Regions from separate parts of the Arachis hypogaea genome. Here region 1 is linked to region 2. The links are chromatin contacts, called in public Hi-C maps. All regions are on one chromosome and are shown on one strand. The core of a region is the stretch at or near the end of the contact, and the rest is flanking DNA. Distances in the headings are between cores, read along the strand shown.

What was found. A called contact is a pair of places that touch in the nucleus more often than the background predicts.
Region 1: a Hi-C map of leaf shows a contact between it and region 2, with 5 times the contacts expected there. The contact joins the promoter of LOC112710991 here to the promoter of LOC112710989 in region 2. A contact is called at or near these places in 2 of 8 Hi-C or Micro-C datasets (both in leaf).

What each region holds. Positions count from the first base shown.
Region 1 is chr9:62,199,648-62,203,739 of arahy.Tifrunner.gnm2.J5K5, forward strand. It overlaps LOC112710991 (protein NDL1), which reads right to left and starts at 2,384. Exons shown (of 11, transcript XM_025763495.3): 1 at 1,126-2,384; 2 at 885-984; 3 at 557-654; 4 at 227-315. The coding sequence starts at 1,185.
Region 2 is chr9:62,029,174-62,033,261 of arahy.Tifrunner.gnm2.J5K5, forward strand. LOC112710989 (trihelix transcription factor GTL2) reads right to left here and starts at 1,762. Exons shown (of 2, transcript XM_025763494.2): 1 at 952-1,762; 2 at 1-281. The coding sequence starts at 1,484.

The DNA.
Region 1 (4,092 bases), core at 1,134-3,633, 170 kb after region 2:
ACATTAGAGAAGTTTGTTTAATATAAGAATGGCATGGGGGAAAAAAATACTAAGTTCCTTTACATTGAGATGTTATAGATGTATTCCAATACTAGTTTTAGTGCATGACAACAATTGCTAACATATTCTTGTAGTGAAAACAATGGAGGGATATGTCCTCAAGGTCCACTGTGAGAAACTAAATCTTTATGCTAAGAAAAATGCAAATAAATGATGCTCTACATACCCAAAGAAATCAAGAACTTCTGCAACTTGGTCTGCAATGTCATCCACACAGAGCAATGGCTCGTCCGACGAAATCACATCAGCTCCCAACTGCAATAACTCTTAAGCAAATGAGAGAGAGTCTATTAGACTCTATGAGCGACCGTGCAGAGAGCATTCATGACTTTTTCTTTTTTGTTTCAAGAATCTGAGGAACGCAAATCAATACCAAAGCTACGAAACTGGTTTATAATAAATTAATATTTCATGGAAGTGAAAAATGCATCAAAGTTCAGATAAAAATTGATAATTGAAGAGTATTAGAATGTAAAAATTCCCTACTAATACTGACCTCATGGCCAGGAGCATCAATGTGATAAATGCAGAAGTTATGAAGCAACAAAGAAGCAGCTTCTGGGCAGAACAACAGACCCTGGAAACAAGATACATCTGCATAAAAGGAACTTTTGTTTTTTATTTTTCAAAACTTCACAATTCTCAAACACATTCTCCCAATACAAAGACCTGCTTTAATTTTGCTTCCAATCCTCAAAACATTTCTATCCAAAAAAAAGACGTGGCATTTTCCTCAAGTTCAAAATGGAAATAAACTTAACAAAACTGAAATTACTAAAAACAGATAAAATTAGAAAAAGAATATACAATATAATATATCATACAATTAAGAGCCACATCTGGGTAGGTTATTAAAGCTGGCTTTTCTTGATCCCCACAAACAAGCACAGAAACTGAACCTTTACTTGTTTTCACCGTGAATTCCTGCAATACAGACACACACAAATTAAGTTAAATTAAATACAAAAATTGTAATAATGTTTAGTTTACAAAATTCCACTCTTTTATTATACAAATGAAAACTGAAAAGGTAGAATCTAAAAATGCAATTAGAAAAACCGTTACCTTTCCACCTAAAGGTATCAAATCAATGTCAATGGAGAGTGAGTCACTTGACTCGCCCATGACTCACTCCTACGCATTCAATGTAACTGCAAAGTAGAGAGGCACAATGATTTTGAAGCTCTTACTTTCTTCGTCTTCTTCTTTGGTTCTTTGCTGTCGTTGTTGATTGGTGGTGTTAAATTACGGTCTCAAGTCACAACCCCTTCCTTATTTGAAGGGAAAACCCGCACGAGCGACCTTTCTTTAAAAAAGATGAAGAAATTGAAAAAGTGGAAAGGTTTTTCCAGAGATTCAGATTCAGAAGTAGTACTAGATTTTTATTTTTACAGTGGCTGTCGTATAGTAGAATTCAGTGACCGTTGGAACAAAATTGGGCTAAAAGGGACATTTTACTAATTTATACAGTTTAAAAAACAAATATTTTAATTTTATTATACTGATATAATGTAAAATATTTTATAGATTAGTATCTGTTTCTTTGAATGTTTTTCACATCGTTAATACAAAAAATAATTATTTTTATTAATATAATATTATATAATTAAATACTTTATATTAGGGCTTTACACTACATCAACATTAAATTAAAAAAATATATATTTCGGTTTGCATATCTAATGTCTCTAATATTTCAGATAAACATAAATTTAGCAATCAATATATAGATATTTTACTTGTTATTCAAATTCTTTTAAACAAATTTGTATTTTTTTTAAGTATTTCTATATTTTTTTAATGTGCGAAATATAAGATACCATATATATCAACACATTTATAATAAACTTTAATAAGATATATGTACATATAATTTTTTTAAATTTCTCATGATATCTTTTAGTTTGATAGATTAAAACTTAATTTATTATTAAATTTAATTTTTTTTAAAAATTTATCATAATTAATGAATTATTCTGTACACTAAATAAAATTTAAATCTTCACCACTTACTAAAAAAATAATGAATTAACCATTCGTTGTATTTAAATTAGTTATATACATATACACTGTATAATACATTAATACGGTATCACAAAATAAATTGGTACGATATATTCTAATATAAAAGGCATAACATAATAGTAACAGTGAAATTGTGCTGGCATGGCATGGCAAGGCAAGGGGTTTTCTTTTCAATTCAAAGACAGCAATAACAGCAAGAACATGAACATTAGCGGCGCGCCCATGTGATTGTGATTTATTACATAAAAATAGAAAAAAAGAAAGAAAAATGAAAAATTCCAAATGTTATAAGAATGCAAAATGCAATTTAATTTTGCAAGAGCATCCCATAATACAGCTGTAGGATACCTGGGATTCTTATTATAAAATATTATATGCCCTTCCACTATTATTCTATGATCAGATTCCAGCTCATCACAACTCGCTTCCACTCACCCCCCCCCCCCCTCCGGGTTCCTTATTTTAACGTCCTAGGATTTTAGATTGGTTGGATTAAAGCTAAGTATCCTTTATTAATCAAAATTTAGGGTTGTTTATTCTTCATTTATTTCCTTTATTACTTTTGATTAAAAAAATTATATTTTATATATAAATAATGTATTTAAATTTTGTATTTAAGCTTTTATTATTTTTATTTTTATTTTCTATTTTTATGAAGAATGTTCTTTGTTGGGTTAATGTCCTTGTCTAATTTAGTGTGTATAAATGTCTATTTTTTTGGTCCCCACTTCGCCCACGACCACAAGCTCTAAGAAAAAAAAATTTTAAAATAAATAATTTAACTATTTTAATTACCTAAATATATAATTTATAACATATTTAATATAATCTTTTGCATGTATTTATTATCCTTTTTTATTAGATATATCAGAAGGTGAACTCTATTCCATAGAAATTCATTATGATTCTTTGTAAACGTAAGATTTTTATTTGATAAAAATTCATAAATTCTGATGTAATTAATTACTCTAATTTTACTGAATAATATTTATTTTGTTCTTAGAATGTCGAATGTGAACTTGACAAGTGAAAATGATCCTATCTTTTAAACACAGACAGATCAGAACAGTCTAAATAAGCCAAGAGATAACATATAATTTTTATTTCTATTGTCATTTCCTTAATTCTTGTGTTACCATATTTTGCTTCTGATTATATATATATATATATATATTAAAAAGTCCTTTAATAATTCATTCAAGAAAAAAAAAGTAGAAAAAAAAGTTGCAACTATGTAAGTTCTCATAAAACAGAGGTTGTGTTTCTATTCAATGCGTGAGGTGTATTCTGAGATGATTTCGGTGTATTTCAGGTTTGGGGAACAAGAAGAATCATTCAATGAACCAGCTCAAGAAAAAACGATTATTCTTTTAAAAGGGACCCATTCATAATCCGAACCGCTCGACATGTGAGTTTTTCAACTTACTTTCAATCTTCTATTCTTCTATTTTAAGAAAGTTTATTAACTTTTTATTTTTGTCTTCGTTAGACTTCCACTTCAAATACGTGCACTTCCATAAGAGACAATAGCATTAAGCCATCTACAAAATCAACCAACCCCTACAAAGTCTCCCAGCGACGAATTTGAAGATGAAACAATTAAAGGCAAAATTGTCTAAAAAATTTTATTTATGGGCGAAAGGATGATTTTATAACGTTTTGTAACGTTAGGGATGATTTTAATAACAAAAAAGGTCGGAGAAGATTTTGATTTTGACCTCAAACCTAAGGGACGAAAAAAGTACTTATCCCGAGTAAAAACATGCTTTTTAGACCTTAAAATTGCTAGTTCTAATTCACTTTAATTCCATCTGATGCCTTGATATGTTTGTTAAGTGATTTTAGGATTTGCAGGTAAATATTGGGTTGAAGGAATGAAGAAAAAGCATGCAAAAATGGAGAATTCATGAAGAAAAGAGAATTTGTTGAACTCAATGCCACGCGCACGCGTCACCCACGCGTACGCGTGAGATGGAGATTCGCCAGCGACGCGCACGCGTGGAAGAG
Region 2 (4,088 bases), core at 512-3,011:
CCAATGCTTGGTCCATGACTACCTTGTCTTCTTGCCCGTCAGTACTACTTGGTTGCTTCTCCACTACCACCACTTCTTGTTGATGATGATGATCACTATTATCTTGTTGATGATAAAGCTCTTCAAGTTCACTAAGAAAGCGGTAACCAGTAGTAGTAGTAGGAGGAGGAGTAATGGTTTTGTTGGTGAAGTTAATGTTGCTGCTGAAATATCTGCTTTCTTCTTCAAACTTCTCTTTGCACTTCTCAGCACTCCTCTTATATCCAAGCTCTGCCATCTTCCTGCACACGCCATAAATGTAAAATTATTATTCCGGGGACCAAATTAAAGTAACTAATAACCATTATAGAAATTAATAATTACTTTGTTTTGTTTATTTTTTTTTTACTCCTTTGCAAGAACAATTCAAACATGTAATAATAATATAGTAATATATGGACAAAATCAATGGGGTTCCCTCCTTCAATTTTCATCCGTGTTAGTAAAAAAAATCCCCCCCCCCTCTCTGTCTCTCGAGGTGTGTGCCATTACTCTCTGTGAGTGTGTGTGTGTGTTTGTGTCAGTGTGTGAGCTGAAATGTAGGTGCACGTGTGTGTTTGTCTTCCACATGGAGGTAGCATATGATGCAGCTAGCTATACACTCATCACAAAACACACATATATACTCAGACTCCAGCTCATTAATTTTACATTTTCACATTTACAATATTCATAATTTCATTGCTGTGTATGTCGATTATATCTTGATCATCATCATTCATCAAACAAACAATAACAATAATCAATCCAGGTTTTAATTTCATCATCAGTAGTAGTAGACTAGTTATAATTCAATTAAATAATGTAAGAATTTATAACAATAAGTATATATAGGTGAGAAAATGATGATTTAATAATTTTAGTGAATTATATATATATAATGTAATGTAATGAAATGTAATGTTTGTGTACCTTGAGACATGTTCCCAAGTGAGTTGTGGGAACCAACTCTCCATGGTAGATCTGATCCTCAAGAGAGCAAGTACTTCATCATTACTCCAAGGATCAATGAGCTGAGGAGGAGGCATTTGCTGCCTCTCATGATCTCTTTCAATTTCAAAATTCATTGGCACAGTAGTAGTGGAAGTACTGCTAGCGTTGTTTTCTTCCCGGTCTTCATCATGATGATGATGTTTGTTATTGTTGTTGTGGTGTTGGTGAAGGTGTAATGATGGGTGCAAGATACTGGGGTGTTGATGATGAACTTGGTGAAGCTGCAATTGGTGGTGATGATGATGATAAGGATCAAAAGGTGTAGGATTAGTAGGGAAAGTGTTAGTGTTGTTGTTGGGGTTTGATGATGTGGGATTAGAAGAAGGATGATGGAGAGGGAGAGGGAAAGGTAAATGATGATGAAGAGGGATTTGTGATGAGGTGGTTGTTGTTGTTGTTCTTGTTGGTGTTATGAATTGATGGAACTGGTCTCCTGGCACTCCATCAAACATCTTGTGTGCTTTCTTTATCTTCTCTTCTCTTCTATGATCTTCCTACCTCTATCTCTTCTTCAATTCAATTCCCTCACTTGTGATGTGCTTCTTTCTTGCTCAGTGTAAATTGTGGCTAAATGGAATGCTACAACCAACTTTACAAAAATACTACCAACCCTTCTTTCTTTCTCTCTCTTGGCTTTCTCACATTTATCAAAGAATTTGTCCTTGTGTGCAAGGGAAAAATCTTAGGCCACCACCACACCCTTTTACAAGAAAGTGAAACTCAACACCCCCTCCCTCATCATAACCCATAATAAATAAATAAGAATAATACTATATATACAAATTAATAAAAAATTATAGAAAAAAAAATTATAGTGCAAATATTGTACATCATTACCAAATTGCATTTTTTTCCTATAAATGACTATTTATACTACTAACTATATTACATATACAAAAAAATTTAGCCATACTAAAATATAAAATATATATTATAATTAAATTAAACAACATATATATTTATACATATATATCTAATAATTAATTTTAGGTATGCGCACATGACATTTTGTTTTACAGATAATAAAATATTTAAGATAAAATAACTTTAATGAGTCATATTTTACTTTTTAAGTTATATATATACTTTTATTTTTTTCGTTTGTCAATATATTTGATATACATATTCTTTATTATGCTATTTTTAAACTATAATATAAATAAAAGAACGATATATTGTATCTATTATTTTACATAATAATACATATAAAATAATTATTTTTATTAATACTTCAATACATAATTGAATATAATGCATGATATTTCAATAAGACAAAGAAATTAAAATCTTGAAATATATATATATTCTTTCTTCCTTGGACAAGTCAATCAACCCACGTTACAAAGAAAAGGTATATTCAATGCATTTCATCCTTGTTTCCATTTTCATATAACATCCAAACTCATCTTTATCATATCCCATTTAACAATTCCTTCTGCTGAACAAAATTTGGTTACCTAGCCAGGAGTCTCATTACAAATCACATGTCTTAAGAGCCCATCATGAAGGTATTAATGATATAATGATAAAAATTTAAATTTAAATATCAACCGTGAATATTAAACATAATTTAACAGTGACAAATAATAATTAAAATATCACGTAAACAATTATTAAAAATTTAAAATTAACAAAATTAATATGATTTAATATTATACAAGAATTTGGTGTAACAAAATTGTTTTTAAGGATTAAAAGTTGAAACTTTCTTTATCTTGGGGTGCTACTGGTCTGTGGTTAATGAGGAAATGAATCAATAAAGAAGGAATACTAGGGTTAAGAGCTGCCTGTATTATATGATCTAAAAATTTGAATTCCTCAATAAGAAAAAGTATCATTATTATAGATGTAATATATTCACAGCTCATTGGAAAACTAAACTTTACTGTATATTAGTATTACTGTGTGCGTTCGGATTAGTTTCTATTAAACTAGAGTTTGAATAGAAGTGATTTTATAAAATTGATTTTGAATAGGAGTTTTGTATTTACATAATTTATGTTTGATAATTTAATAATAAAATTAATTTTTTTATTATTATATTAAAATTGATTTTGATAAAATAAATATTATTTAGTTAATATTAATTAAAATTATTTTTAAATAGATAATTACTAAAAATAATATATTATTGAATTATAATATTATTTTTTAAGCATATTTAATTTTTTTATATTTTTTTAGTATAATATTTTTTTAATACTCTTACTATTTTTTTATTATGCTATAATTTTTTAGGTTATTTTTTTTAATTTAATCTACCTAATGTGACTAATAAATTATATTATATAAAAATAATAATAAATATAATATACAAAAATTACAATTATAAAAATATACAATATCAAACAAAAAAATTAACAAAAAAATAAAAATAACAAATAAAAGAAAAAAATTTAAAATTTATTGCTTCTTGTAAATATTAGTTTGAATATAAAATCACTTCTGTATTTATTAAAAAAAATAGCTGAACAAAAGATTAAAGCATTTAAAAAATTTGAACGTACTTTTTGATTTTTCAAACGCAAAAACAAACACATCTTTTATTACTATATTATATAAGAGTTTAATTTTAAAACCGTAAACTATTCATATAATTATCTAATCATGTGGCTCTTTAATAATTATTCTCCATAGATATAAAAAATAATTTATTTTATTAACATAACAATTTATAATTAGATATTTGTATAAATCTTTTTCTATTAACAGTGAATAAAATTAAATTCTTGTATACACATAAAGCCCAAAAGTGATTATTGCTCGTACTGAAGTAGGATTTTTTTAAATAAATAAAATAAATATAATAATTATTAAAAAAATATTTTTGCCAAAAAACATTACATCATTTATTTTGTTTAACGAAATAAGTTAATACGTATTTCGTTTACACTATAAATAAAATAAGATCGTAACATAATACCCGTATCATGTTTATACACGTGTTGTGTAACGACCTTATCTTATTTATTGTGTAAACGAGATAAGTGTAGTGAAAATCTATATATGTATCTCAGAGATCATTTTATCCTTTGACTTTATTTATTTATTTATTT